Regions from separate parts of the Mus musculus genome. Here all the other regions are linked to region 3. The links are chromatin contacts, called in public Micro-C and promoter capture Hi-C maps. All regions are on one chromosome and are shown on one strand. Each heading gives the region's core, a stretch centred on a gene start, on an enhancer-like site or on the middle of the called end of the contact. The rest is flanking DNA. Distances are from core to core; before and after follow the strand shown. Region 1 holds the start of Arhgef6 (Rac/Cdc42 guanine nucleotide exchange factor (GEF) 6). Region 2 holds the start of Fhl1 (four and a half LIM domains 1). Region 3 holds the start of Htatsf1 (HIV TAT specific factor 1).

The links. Promoter capture Hi-C pulls out the DNA fragments that hold promoters and counts their contacts. A called contact is a pair of places that touch in the nucleus more often than the background predicts.
Region 1: a promoter capture Hi-C map of pre-B cells shows a contact between it and region 3. The contact joins the promoter of Arhgef6 here to the promoter of Htatsf1 in region 3. A contact is called at or near these places in 7 of 39 promoter capture datasets (the 3T3-L1 cell line, the C10 cell line, liver and 2 more), 5 of 484 Hi-C or Micro-C datasets (CD4 T cells, CD8 T cells, embryonic fibroblasts and 2 more), 3 of 115 datasets of contacts at active chromatin or transcription factors (astrocytes, double positive thymocytes and memory CD8 T cells) and 2 of 9 other capture datasets (adipose tissue and liver).
Region 2: a contact with region 3 is called in a Micro-C map of embryonic stem cells, with 5 times the contacts expected there. The contact joins the promoter of Fhl1 here to the promoter of Htatsf1 in region 3. A contact is called at or near these places in 1 of 39 promoter capture datasets (hippocampal neurons) and 2 of 484 Hi-C or Micro-C datasets (both in embryonic stem cells).

Annotation. Positions count from the first base shown.
Region 1 is chrX:57,335,997-57,340,845 of GRCm38.p6, reverse strand. Arhgef6 (Rac/Cdc42 guanine nucleotide exchange factor (GEF) 6) reads left to right here and starts at 2,117. Exons shown (of 22, transcript NM_152801.2): 1 at 2,117-2,508; 2 at 3,811-3,894. The coding sequence starts at 2,272.
Region 2 is chrX:56,728,880-56,733,524 of GRCm38.p6, reverse strand. It overlaps Fhl1 (four and a half LIM domains 1), which reads right to left and starts at 1,764. Exons shown (of 7, transcript NM_010211.3): 1 at 1,657-1,764.
Region 3 is chrX:57,051,228-57,055,640 of GRCm38.p6, reverse strand. It overlaps Htatsf1 (HIV TAT specific factor 1), which reads right to left and starts at 2,071. Exons shown (of 10, transcript NM_028242.2): 1 at 1,876-2,071; 2 at 1,443-1,687; 3 at 1-143. The coding sequence starts at 1,631.

The DNA of each region.
Region 1 (4,849 bases), core at 868-3,367, 290 kb before region 3:
CTTTTTATACAATCTATTCTATTTACAGTATTTCCCTCCCCAACACCCCCATGGACCTCCCTCCCTCCCCTTCCATCCAGATCCACAACATTTCTGTCTGCTTAGAAAACATGCAGACATCTTAGTAATAATAAAATAAGACAAAAACAAACAAGTCAAAATGCATTAAAACAAGCAAACAGAAGAAAAAGAGCCAAAGAAAAAGCACAAACAACACAGATAGATGCAATGACACCTGTACACACACACACACACACACACACACACACACACACACATACACACACACACACACACACACACACACACACACGGGAAAACACAGAGCCAGAAGCCACAATATAAATACAAAGGACCTATGGACCTATGTGATTTAAAAAAGAATAAAGTAAAAACAAAACCATACCTTGACAAAGTATTATGAGACAAAGAACGTCCAAAGTTGCCATTGAGTTCATTTTGAGTTGCCTAGCTACTGCTGGGAACAGGGCCTGCCTGTCCTTATAATAAGAGTGGTTTGTATAGTCCATGATATTCTCTTGGAGAAAATTAAGTTTTCATTTCTGAGTGGTTATTAATTAGGGATAGCTCCTGGATTAGGGAAGTGAACCCCCATCCCACATACACCATAAAATTATTTTGTTACTATTTCATTAGTGTAATTTTGCTACTGTTATGAATCATAATACAAACATATGACTTCTGAAATATATGGTATGTGATCTTTCTAAAAAGGTCCTCTAATATCCAAAGGGGTTGAGACCCACTGATCTAGACTGTGCATGATTGTAATGAAATAGCCTGTAAATATTAAAATTATTCAATTGGCCTGGGGCTATAGCTCAGTTGGTAGAGTGCCTGTCTAGTGTGTACAACATCCTAGGATCAACCCCAAACACCCCGTAAACTGGATTTGATTTTGCATGCCTCTAATCCTCGCATCTGGGAGGAGGAGGCAGAAGAATCAGGAGTTCAAAGTCAGCCTCAGCTACAAGAAACTATCCCTATCACTATCACCATCAAAAAAAGCAGGGAGACAGAGAACAACAAGAACAGGATTGTGAGACTTAGCGGGAAACAGCTATAATTAACTGGATGCCTCACATACATGTGGAGAGGTGCTGACGGCCTGCATTTGCCAACATTGAGCTATACAATTAAACTCTGCCTTATCATAAATTTCTCTATAGTATGACTATTTTACCTGGTACTAAAAGTGTTTGACAATAACAAACCTCTCTGGATTCATGAGCGAGGCTGGTTTGCAGATCACTATTTTAAATGCATCGTGTTTGTTGATGACAAGAAGTGAATCTTTCAGTCTGTAGTGTAGACAGAGAAGACAAGTGCTCTTTTGTTCTCAAGTGCTCTGTCTCCAAACATATTTCCCTCATTTTCTGTGACTGTGTCTAAGCCTTTGCTAAGGGTGCTGCAGCTGGACTGTGGAGTGGAACCAGGTCCAGAAAAAGAATTGCTAAAGAATGCAAGTAAACAGGATGTCAGATGTTATCCTTAGCCTATTTCCCTAAACATAGCTTTTTTGGCTACAACGTAAAATGCCATTCTTCCAGCTTCTGCTTAAATGCAGCGATGGCTGACAGCAGGGACAATCTTCCTTTGCTTGGCAAGTTTGTCACCATGCGGCTCCACATGTTTTGTAAAGAAGGCATGATCGTGACACACACTGTCACTGTGAGATTGTCTGAGGACATCCGGCCATTTCTGGGAGGAATTTTTTCAGTCCACCTAAGTCTTTGTTTGAGCTCTCTTTTACCAGCACAGCTCCCCACGAGGCTCAGATCTGTCTGACCTAAGAGCCAGTTGGCATCCTCCTCCTGACAGAAGCCAGATTTTTCACTGAGACTAGACTGTATTGACAGTGTTTTCCCAGTCTGCCCCATGCGTGTCTCATTTCCAAGGCTCTGTAAAGTGCTGGCTCACTCCGGTTTCCACGAGCACTTGCTGACTTTTCTGCCTCCCCAGCATCCTCCTCACTTCCTTTCCTTACAGCTTCTTGCACTGTTGTACGTGTTCCTCCCCCCACCCCACCCCCCCAAAGAAAAACCTAATGAGTTTGTTTTGCAAGTTTCGAAAAAGAACCAGTGATGTTCTCTCAGGAGTTTGTCCATTCCTTATCATTCCTTTCCATATCTTTAGGTATGATCTCTGTGGTTTAGAAATCCCACGTTCCTCTGTTGTCAGAGAAAAGTTGCCTTAAACCTTTGCCCCGCAAGCACCAGAAGAGCGCTCATAAAAGGAAGACAGCAGCAGATGCAATCACGGATGTGGCTTAGTCTTCACAGCTGCCCCGAGAGCTGTTCAGAGCGTCCGAGAGCCTCAGTCATGAATCCAGAAGAACGCCTTGTGACATGGCTTATATCTTTGGGAGTTCTAGAGTCTCCCAAAAAGACTGTCTGTGATCCAGAGGAGTTCTTGAAGTCCTCGCTGAAAAATGGGGTAGTGTTGTGCAAACTCATAAACAGACTTCTGCCTGGCTCGGTGGAGAAGGTAAGGTCATTTTGCTGTGTCTTTGGGATTACTTTCCACCACAGAGCAGCAATAATATCATTCTTGAGATTTTTCTATTGCGGGGTCATGGGAATCCCCTTCTTCAATATCTTTCTAAAAGTTAGGCGTTTTTATTTACTGTCCTTGTACTTTGAAAAAGTCAGAAAACGAAATATTATCCTTCAGTAATTGACCCCCTGATGTTACCTTACTAAAGCTGGGCTACAGGACTGCCAATCAGGGATAGGAGGACAACCTTATTGTGTACAAGTTTGCTGTGGTTGTGGAAATGCACATTAAACTTCCCCTGTGCACTTTAGACATGTTTTGAGCATGAGTCTGTGGGATAATGGAATAATTTTGTTGTAGATCTTTCTGGTGTTTGAAAGTTTGCCTAAAAAAAATGATGGAGACTTCCTTGTTTGTTTGTTTGTTTTAAGATTCATTGAAGAAAAGTCTATTCACAAGTGTCAATGTTACTTAAAACTCCCCCAAAACCAAAGAGAAACCAACTCTATGCATTGAAGGCAATGGGCATTCAAAGTGAAACTAAACCTTGCTTTAAAAAAACTTCAAGAGTTTTGAGGTTAGAAGCCCATGTTATGACAGTGGACAGTTTCTAAAGTAGGTGCTTTTGTGTCATTAAAGATAGAGTACTTATGATTCTTTTCTTAAGGTCATTGTGCACATAACTTAAATAAGGGTCTTTTGCCTTTTGGAATCAGTTCTATGTTTATGGAACAAGTAGATTTACTTATAATTTTTCAAATGTGAGAAATGGTGATTAAACTGATAAGATACAGAGAGACATAATAAAAAATGTGATGCTTAGACATAGTGAAATATGAACAAATTATCATGAGGAGTAGAGGGAGGTGATCAAAGTAACCTCAGGCAAAAGCAGGACTAAACGATATATATTTATATATACATACGCAGACACACAAACACACACACACACACACACACACACACACCTCAAACTGAGGCCGACTGCATCAATGTGTGTGTGTGTGTCCGTCCGTGTGTCCGTGTCTCTTAGTTTCTCCGATTTGCTAGCACCACAGTCGAGTAGAAGGTATGAGAAAACCTTAAGTAGAAGTGGCTTGGAGACCTCTGAAACAAAAAGCAACCGTTCAGGCATTTGCATCACTTCCTTCAGTGGTTACTTCTCTTCCTGGATGGAGAGCAGGGCTGCCCTCTGCCTTCCAAAGCCAACTGTGTCTAGTTATCAGCAAAAGAATATGATGATGGTTTGTCATGGCTTAGCAATCTCCAAGTGACATTTGACTCTTTCCTTAGTATTGTCTGGAACCCCAAACTGAGGCCGACTGCATCGACAACATCAATGACTTCCTGAAAGGATGTGCAACTCTTCAAGTGGAAGTAAGCTTACTTGTCTTGCCTTTGATGTTGCCATTATTTTCTGCTCTCTTAATTAAAAAGTCCGCAAATGTAAGGATTGATTTTCGCTGCCAGTAGCCACAGAGTAAATAGAGGTAGAGAACCCTTTAGAGAATCTCCAGTGGAGATTGATGATGCCCAGTAGTGTCTTTCAGAACCTAATACTAAACAAAGCAAAACTATTGACTGGAAATGGTGGTACACACCTATACTCTGCAATAGTAAGGTGATGGAGACATGGAAGTCAGAGGGTCAAGGTCATCCTTGGTTATACATTTAAATTTTGGGCCAGTCTAGGCTACATGAAAGTCTTTTTCAGAGAGAGACTGAGACAGAGACAGACAGAGAGCAAAAAGAAAATAACAAAACAACAAAATGCAAAATTGATGACTTTTAAATGCAGCTTCTTTCTAGGAGATCAAGCTTTGTGTGGATGTGCTTCCTTCTTAATGGAGGTAATGCCAGCCAGAGAGTCACTGGCAACAGCAGTAAAATTAATCTTCCAAAAAGAAATGGCCCAAATGAGCAACCTTGAAAATATACATACAAGTAACATTATATGGACTGAGCAGATTGTATTTAGGAACATATATGTACATGTTTATACATATACAATGTGGTAGCAATTAATGGGAAAAGAGGCCATAATTTTTAAACATTTATTTATTTATTTTATGTATATGAGTACACTGTAGCTGTATACAGATGGTTGTGGGCCTTCATGTGGTTGTTGGGAATTGAATTTAGGAGCTCTGCTTGCTCTGGTCAGCCCCGCTCACTCCAGCTCAAAGATTTATTTATTATATGTAAGTACACCAGAAGAGGGCGGCAGATCTCTTTACGGATGGTTGTGAGTCACCATGTGGTTGCTGGGATTTGAACTCAGGACCTTTGGAAGAGCGATCAGTGATCTTACCTGTTGAGTCATCTTGCCAGC
Region 2 (4,645 bases), core at 515-3,014, 320 kb after region 3:
ACCCCAATCCTTTTCAAATGTGAGGAATGGGGAGTAGCCTGTTCCTGGGGATGGGCAAGGATGAGAACTCCTTATCCAATTCCACGTGGCCCATAATTTAAACTTGTGCTACTCTGTAAACATTCTCATTTCCAAGGAACATTATATTTATATTTAAACGGCCTTAATCAAGATAACAAAAATATTCCCAGTATTCTCTAAACTCGCAATACATTTGATAACATGGAGAATTACAAGCAATTACAAAATGATAGCTCCAATTAGGAAAACTGGATCTAGTCCAAATTCAAATCAAAAGAGGCTCAGATAGTCCCGATGGCATCATTTAAATGAAGAGAACAGAGGACTTCCAGCAAAGACATGTGTTCCACTCTTGCTGCATTTCTACGACAGAACTCTTGCCCTTCAGGAAATCCCAAAACCAAATCTGAAATCACATTCATACACTTTCTTGTCTCCTGTTCCCAATGTGCTACCCTAGTTGTGTGTGTGTGTGTGTTTGTGTGTGTGTGTGTATGGCGGGGGGGGGGGGGGAGGTGTCGTTGTAATCAGAATGAACCCAAGAAACTTGAAAGGCCCAAATGCAGAAAATACACAGCACATTCACTGTTTCCCTTGGCCTTTCTCATTCAAACCTCTACCAGTTGTGGAAGACTAAGCAATGGGAACTTGAGAAGCAGAAACCTCTTCCCAGGAGCCCAGAACTGCATCTAGTGGGAATTTTAAGCTTTCTGAAATTGAAAGGTCACACCCAGCAGTCTACCTAACCCACTTTGCCAAGGCTCAACCAAGGCTCAACCTAAGTGCTAGAACCTTCCACTTGCCTCCATGCTGAAGCTGAAATCCAGTCCCCTCTCCCACCCCCATCCCCCATATCACTGCCATTCCCCCTCAGAGAGCAGAACCACGACCAGCCTTCTCCCTCCATCACCATTCTCCTTGCACTCCAGTCCTCCCACTGCCTCCTCCCCAGCATCCCCAAAGGGAGCACAGCAGTTCCCTCAACATCTCCAAGAACCAAGGCAGGTTTCACCTTCCTCCCCTGCCCAACAGGCGCCATCCTTAATGTAAAAACCAATGAAGCCCCCCCCCCATCGTCATCATCATCCCCTGCTCTTCTCAACTGCTGTTAGCTATCCTTTAAAAAGAAAAAGAAAAAAAAAAAACCAAAAACAAAAACCAAAGGTGTTCCCACCTCGCCCAACCCCCACTGCCCGCCATCCTGGGTGAGAAAACCAAAAGCCCCCTCTTTTTACTCCCACCCTCCATCCTTGCAGAGGAAACACCCAAAGCCGCCCCCCTGCATCCCGGCCCCCAGGGGAGCGAAAGCCCTGGGGAGGAGGCTTAGGCACGCACCCTAAGGGACCTTGGAGCCCCAGGTTCCTCAGCCCCCAACGTGGGCGAGGCAGCGGAGGCCGGAGGCCGCAGGTACCCAAGCCCAGCAGGTCCGCGCAGCCCCGGAGTAGCGGCCACGGAGCACGAGCTGCGGCTCCCCGGGGACGCCGGAGGCGTGCGCACACACACACACACACACACGCACACGCACACACACACACACACACACACACACACACGCACACACACGCGCGCGCACACACACACACACACACACACACTCGCGGAGGGAAAGCGGGCTTACTGTCTGGGGATGCTCACCCGCGCAGCTGTCTAGGCGGCACCGGCGGCCGCTGCCAGCTCCGAGACCAAAGCGCAGCGGCGACAGCGGCAGCACAGGACTGAGCCCCCTCGGCCGGGCGGTGGATGTAGGGCGCGGGAGGGGCGCACGGGGAGGGGCGCAAGAGGGTGGGAGGGAGGGAGGAGGGAGCACGCGCGGGGGCGGGGGCGGGGGCGGGAGCGGGGGCGGGCGCAGCCCACTCGGGGCGGGGAGGGGTAGGGCGGAGCGCGCGTCCGCCTGGGCTCTGCCCGTGGTGCGAGGGGCTGCGGTGCGGGCAGATCGCGCTCGCGCGCGGGAGCCCAGTCGGGCAAGCGCGGGAAGGGGGCGCGGCTGCGTGGGCCCCGCCTCGGGAGAGGCCAAGCCGCTGGCTAGGCGCGCACAGTGCGCGCGAGAGGTGGCCGCGAGCCCGCGGTGGCGCGGCTTCCCGGAGCACCCCCTGCAAGCGTCCGAAGGGCACGCGGAGGGCGGGCCAGGGGCGCCCACCGCCCCCCTCCCTCGCGGGCTCAGGCCTTCGCTGGCTGCTGGGGAGTCACGAGTCACTGCAGGCAGCCACGGCCAGAGCCCGGGAGGTGGGAGCAACAAAGAGAGACAGCCAAGGTGGCCTCTAGCCTCTCCAGGGGCCTCGCTGACCTGCACAGCCCAGTACAGCCAGTGATTGCAGATCTCTTGGTTCCCACCACACTGAAAGACCCACCGACGACCTCTCCCCTTAATAACAAGCTGGACAGAACGAAAAGAGCCTTTATTCAGAGGGCTTTCCATCATTCCTAAAGCTCTCACAGCAGAGCTTCACATAGTGACTGACTCCGTCGTTCTTTCCCTAGTTCAGTTCAGTGAGCCCTCAGCATGTGCCCAGTACTGTGCCAAATGCTGTAGATACAGCACAGTTGTGCACACACTCGGCTTTATTGGTGGAAGAAGACAGATTATGAGCAAGTGAGAAAATAAACACAGTGGGATAAACTGCAGGATAAAAGGGTGTATAAATAATGCGAGAAAGAAGGTAGTATTTAATCTAAGCCTTGCATGGTATAAAAGCAGTGGGTGTAAAGAACCAAGGGATAACTTTCCAAACAGAAGGAGCAGAGGCAAGGAAGCCAGGAGAATCCCACCATGTCAGTGGAGGGAAGTAGAAGGACTTGGTTAGAAGAGGGTTGAAGGAATTGCAGGTGAACTAGAGAAACCTGCTTTTTTTTTTTTCCTTTTAAAGAGGACCCGAAAAGGACCAGAAGGAAGGAGTAGGGTCGAGGAAAACTTTGAAAGGTGAGAATAGTCAGTACTTAGAATGTCTAGTGAGTCAGGAGAGAGGTTCATTAAAGGAATCCAAAGTCTTGATTTAAAAACATGAAGGCCAGCTAGGAGAGGGGAGAATCAGCCCTTTATGTGGAAGCAGATGAGGCGGAGCAGCTGTGTATTTAAACCAAGCAAAAGGTCTAAACACTGCTGTTAGCTCGTCCCCCCGTCCCCCCCCCTCCAGCTTCAAAATTCAAGTGATGGCCTCTTTTACCCGACCCAATAGCTACTTGCAAAATTCCTTTCTCTATCTTGCTACCCAGAGCCTACGCCTCTTTTCTCTTTCTGAGCCCTTAGGCTCACTGAGGTCTGGTATTTCTGGATTTGCAAAAAAAGTCTCCCCACACATTTCTTAGGAAAGGAGACTGATCCGCCCCAGGCCATCATGGGAAGGCCTGGAACAATTAGCACCACTTCAAGCAGCTCCCCTGCATACCAGCCCTGGGCTCAACCAGAAAGAAACAGCCAAGAGCACTCAGTGCAAAAGCTCTGGGTGGCTCTGGACAGAGAGCCAGTTACTGGAGATTCTCAGATCAAAGCCTGGGCTCTGGCAGGCCTAACAAGGTCGGCTCCACCACCTGTTTCTGCTCTGCCAATTCAAGTCCCAAGTGATAGTAAAAAGTGGAGAAAGGAAGACAATTTATTCTATGGAGCCACATTGAGAAGAACAAATGAAGGTCTAGTGACTCCCAAATCCATGTAACATGAGGATTAGGATTGAATAGAGAGCCAGAAGTATGTGTAGCTGAGCAGTGTTGGCCAAGTTGGGTATGATCTGGAAACTGACGCGCCACTAGACTCCAGTCTGTCCCACAAGGAAGTCCTGATTGTAGTAGTCAATACTGTGTGAAATCTCTCCTTGGCAAGCAGGTTCTTCCTTCAACCTTTCTCGTTGCCCAGCAGGAGATTCCTGGGACCATTGTGATTATTTCACAATCAACTAGCCAAAGGGAAGGGCACAAGTATCTTTAGAATCTGACAGGAAAGTACAGACCCTTTCTTAAGGAACCTTCCATTGCCCAATTGGTAGAAATTGTCCCTTTCTTTCCTTTCACTTCTTTAACCTTCTTTCTTTCCTCCTTCAACCCCCACCAACTCCGTTCCACACATTCCTGCCTGTCTTTCTTGCTTCCTGTCTTACCTCCCAGGAAGTCTTGGGCACCTGATGTGAGCTGTGCCCCACCTCTCCCATCACCCTAACTAAAGCTGCACAAGCAAGGCCAGCCCTGTTCTCCCTCTAGCTGGTCACTTTCTTGCATTGGAATTCAACTTTTGGAGGTCACAGAAACACACTGTTTCAGTTAAAATATATAGAACTGTGGTGGTGTTGCTGAATAAGTAGAAGGAAAGGAGTTGTTCAAGGGGTGAGTTTGTTTTAGAACATTTTTGTAATCATCTAATGTGAAGATTCACACACAGAGACACACACTCACACACTCACACACACAAAAGGATAAATTCAGGTAGTCTAATCTCAGATCTGAGTATGCTTGGATTTTTTTGGTTGAGGAATATAATAGACATGAGGAAAGGAATATTATTTGAGCAAGACGTTAAATACATGTAGGTAGTATAAGAAAAGGTATATTTTCTTATGCTGAGGTCATTATACAATGTTCACACTCTAAATTCCTAACTACAGTCCTAAGCCTATCTCCCCAAAGGTGCTCCCCTGAA
Region 3 (4,413 bases), core at 822-3,321:
TCAGGGGTCTCCGGGACTTCTTTTTGTGGAGGTTCTTCTACAGCCTTAGTGTTGGCGTCCTGGACGTTCGCAGTAGAGCTGGATGCACCATCACTAGAAAAGCCGTAGTTAGCCTGATACGTAGCAATGAAATCTTCGGTGATCTAAATAGAGAAGTCAAAACACATGCAGACAAGGTTAATTTACTTGTGGAAACTGTGGTATAAGGCTGTACATTCAGAAATATAACCTAAAACTTAAAACAAGTGTTTACACCACAAGCAGCTGTACTAATTCAAGTACAACCCAAGACCAGTCTCCTTATATGGACACCATGTAGTGTGATCAAAGTAGGACAAAGGTGCACAGACTGCCAAAACAACACGCATAGTTTTAAGTGATGCTATCACCCGTTCCTACATGTTTATAAATTACTACTTCTCTACAGTGTATATGACTAAAGTGGCCAATACATAAAACAAAAAAAGTATTGAATAAACGAGATGGTAAAACCCAAAGTCAACTAGTAATTTCATCACCGAATCCACTTTTGGGTACCCAGATACCAAATAATTGTTTGTCAGACTACTAAAAGCGCTCTTTAAAGAAATCACATGTACAGTCAAGTGGGCATTGCCAGTCCAGAAGTTCAATTGTAAATTTTTACAGTTTGGGATGCTTAAAATATGCACAAATAAATAGCTGAAATTTTTCAACCAACAATCAATCCCCCTGCACAATGGAAAAAGTTTTGTGTGATTGCCTCTCCGGTCGCTTGTCGCGCTGTTAGTTCCCTTTGATGCCAAAGTTCCTATGAGGCTAAGACTAACAGAGTACAGTTACCATACAGTTTACAAGACCAGGTTCAACACCACTTGTGCTATTTCCATGTTGAAATTAAACACTTAGCAATTCCCAAGTACAAATGTATAGATCTCTTTCATTCATTTCCTGTGCATTCCTAGTCATATTCCTGTGGTTATAGGGTCCGAACTCAGATGCCCTGGAACAAAATTTAATAGATAAAACAAGAATCAAGAAAAGTTTCTTCAGTAGAGGTGAATGACACCTCTTCCACCCTGTAAATCAACAAGCTGCATTCTACACAAACATGTACAGGAAGCGTAAATTAAGTTTGGCTATACAGGATAAAAGTCTTACTAATGTGATTTCCTTGGTGTTCTTCCTCTGTGCAGTAAAAATATCAAGATAAAAACGAATTGTGACCTTCACATACATACACAAATTAATAAGGCACAAAAAAATCACTTAAGGCACCACCCTAAGATTTACTTTCCTTTATACATCGGGAATGCAATAGACTGAACCAATAGACTAGCCACCAACCACCGGTTCAGAGACCTAGTACTTCAGTGGAGCAAACAGAAGAGGAATGTCCCGCAAGGGCTGCCAGTGAACCCTATGGCCCCGCTCCGCAGTGGGACTCCGATACTCTTTCTTACCTTAGGGAACCAAGCCTTCTTATCAAGGTCCCACTCGTAAGGAGTGTCATCTGGTGGTTGTCCCAAAGAATGGGCTTCTCCAGAGGGCTCATTCTGGGTGTCACCTTCCTTGGGGTCTCCTCCATACAATTCTTGCATTCGCAATTGCTCATCAAACTCATCGTTCCCGCTCAAGTTGTTGCCACTCATGGTTCTCACGTAGTCCCGGACACCGCGGTCAGAGAAGTGAAGAGGCCGAGAGGGCGCTGGACAAGAGCAGAGAAAGAGAGGTCTGCAGAGCTTGGACTGTGCACTGCAACTCCCGGGCCGCCTCCCGCAGCGCCCCAGCAGACCCTGGGAAGTCTGCGAGGCACCGCCCAGACTCCGCCCTCCCGCCCGCCCCCCTCGTGCACGCCTGCGCCAACAAATGGTCAGCGCTGTCGCTGCCACCCACCTGGCGGGCTCCGCAGGGCCTCGCCGCCGCCGCTGCTGGGGCCAGGGCGAGGCGGAAGCGCGCAGGCGCGCTGTCACCGCTGCGGCCGGTTCCGGAGGCGCCACAGCTTCCTCCCCGCCACGTCAGGCAACGAGTTGAGAGCGAAGTCCCCCTCAGGCTGATGCAGTCGCCATTGTCCGCGCGGGTGGCAACGTAGCGGGTCGCGCCGACCCGCCCACGGGACGTCAAAGGTCCGCGACGCTTGCGCGGCCAGGGGGCGGGGCCTCGGAGCCCGGCTGCCGCCGCGTGTCTGTACTTATTGGGAACTGGCCTTTAGGGACGCAGCCTGCCGAAATGCATGGCACCTCGTTAACCTCGGGCTCCTCTGCGCTCCGGACGAGTTTGGCCGAAGCGATAGCCTGAAAAAGGACTCTTCCAGTAGAGCTGGCGCGGAATGGGCTTTGCGGCAGGCGCCATCTTGGGGAGGTGGGTGGGACCGTGGGACAAGTTTCTCCCGCTTCGCGAAACCTTGGCGCCTCCTTCGCGCAAATCCCCGCCCCTGCACTGGAGCCGAGGATTGTCTTATTTTTCGAATGCTTGTCCTTAGTGTACACGCGGGTTTTGTTCATCTTAGTAACCCAAACACATAACATGCTGTTTGGAGGTCTAGTGAAGCATGAGTTAACAAGCAGTGGGCAGAAGGCCCCATCACTTCCTAATCTCACCCCCCTTTTAGGCATCTGGTACCACCCTCTGGCTGCTGTAGGTGAGAGGAGCTTTTGCCTGCAGCTTACTGCAACGTGTCCGAGGTGTTCCAGACTGGAATTTGAAGCTTGAGTGTAAACATAACCCTATGGCCTCATTTCCTTGTGTCTTAGTAAGACAGCCAACAGTCTTCCAAGAAAAGCTGAGCTTTTTCCTTAGATGTTTCATGCACCTAGAAAAGGGAAGGGGTCCATATTTTTAGGACAGACAAGTATTTACTGAACTCCTATTAAGTGCCAGGCTTTGAGGGAGATTCTGAGGCAGCAGCTAAGACATGCACAAATCAAGGGCGGTTCAGTTATAGTTGGCGAACAATATGACAGGAGCACCAGATGCGGGAGAGCAGCAATTATTTTGTTTTAAGCATTTTTTAAATATTTTTATTAGGTATTTTCCTCATTTACATTTCCAATGCTATCCCAAAAGTCCCCCATACCCCTCCCCACTCCCCTACCCACCCACTCCCACTTTTTGGCCCTGGCATTCCCCTGTACTGGGGCATATAAAGTTTGTAAGTCCAAATGGCCTCTCTTTCCAGTGATGACTGACTAGGCCATCTTTTGATACATATGCAGCTAGAGACAAGAGCTCCAGGGTACTGGTTAGTTCATATTGTTGTTCCACCTATAGGGTTGCAGATCCCTTTAGCTCCTTGGGTATTTTCTCTAGCTCCTCCATTGGGGGCCCTGTGATCCATCCAATAGCTGACTGTGAGCATCCACTTATGTGTTTGCTAGGCCCTGGCAAAGTCTCACAAGAGACAGCTATATCAGGGTCCTTTCAGCAAAATCTTGCTAGTGTATGCAATGGTGTCAGCGTTTGGAAGCTGATTATGGGATGGATCCCCGGATATGGCAGTCTCTAGATGGTCCGTCCTTTCATCACAGCTCCAAACTTTGTCTCTGTAACTCCTTCCATGGGTGTTTTGTTCCCAATTCTAAGAAGGGGCAAAGTGTCCACACTTTGGTCTTTGTTCTTCTTGAATTTCATGCGTTTAGCAAATTGTATCTTATATCTTGGGTATCCTAAGTTTCTGGGCTAATATCCACTTATCAGTGAGTACATATTGTGTGAGTTCCTTTGTGATTGGGTTACCTCACTCAGGATGATGCCCTCCAGGTCCATCCATTTGCCTAGGGATTTCATAAATTCATTCTTTTTAATAGCTGAGTAGTACTCCATTGTGTAAATGTACCACATTTTCTGTATCCATTCCTCTGTTGAGGGGCATCTGGGTTCTTTCCAGCTTCTGGCTATTATAAATAAGGCTGCTATGAACATAGTGCATCTTTTTACACTCAAAAAGTAGACAATTCTAAACAGCTTTTTTTTTGATGGATTACATTCATCAACAAGGCTCATTGCAATAATGTTAACTATTCAAGTAAAATTTTTAATCATTAAAAGTAAAAAGTGGGAGTGGGTGGGTAGGGGAGTGGGGGGGAGGGTATGGGGGACTTTTGGGATATCATTGGAAATGTAAATGAGGAAAATACCTGATAATAAAAAAGACACTAAAAAAAAAAGAAAAAAAGTAGCAATAAATACTATATGTGTAAACATCAGTACTATGACCCAGACTTGACCATAGGGAAAAGCTTGTCAGAAATTACTCCGATTCCAGTCACCTTTGTTTGTAAATACAGTGGTTCCAGGTGGGTTCTAGAATATTTTGGCTCCTCACAGACCTCTGAATCTGATTTCAACCTTAGTGATATTATTAAAGCAGTAGTTGTTTCCAAATATACTTATTTTTACGAGGTTCTTGTTTTTAGTAGAAGAATTGGAGAACTG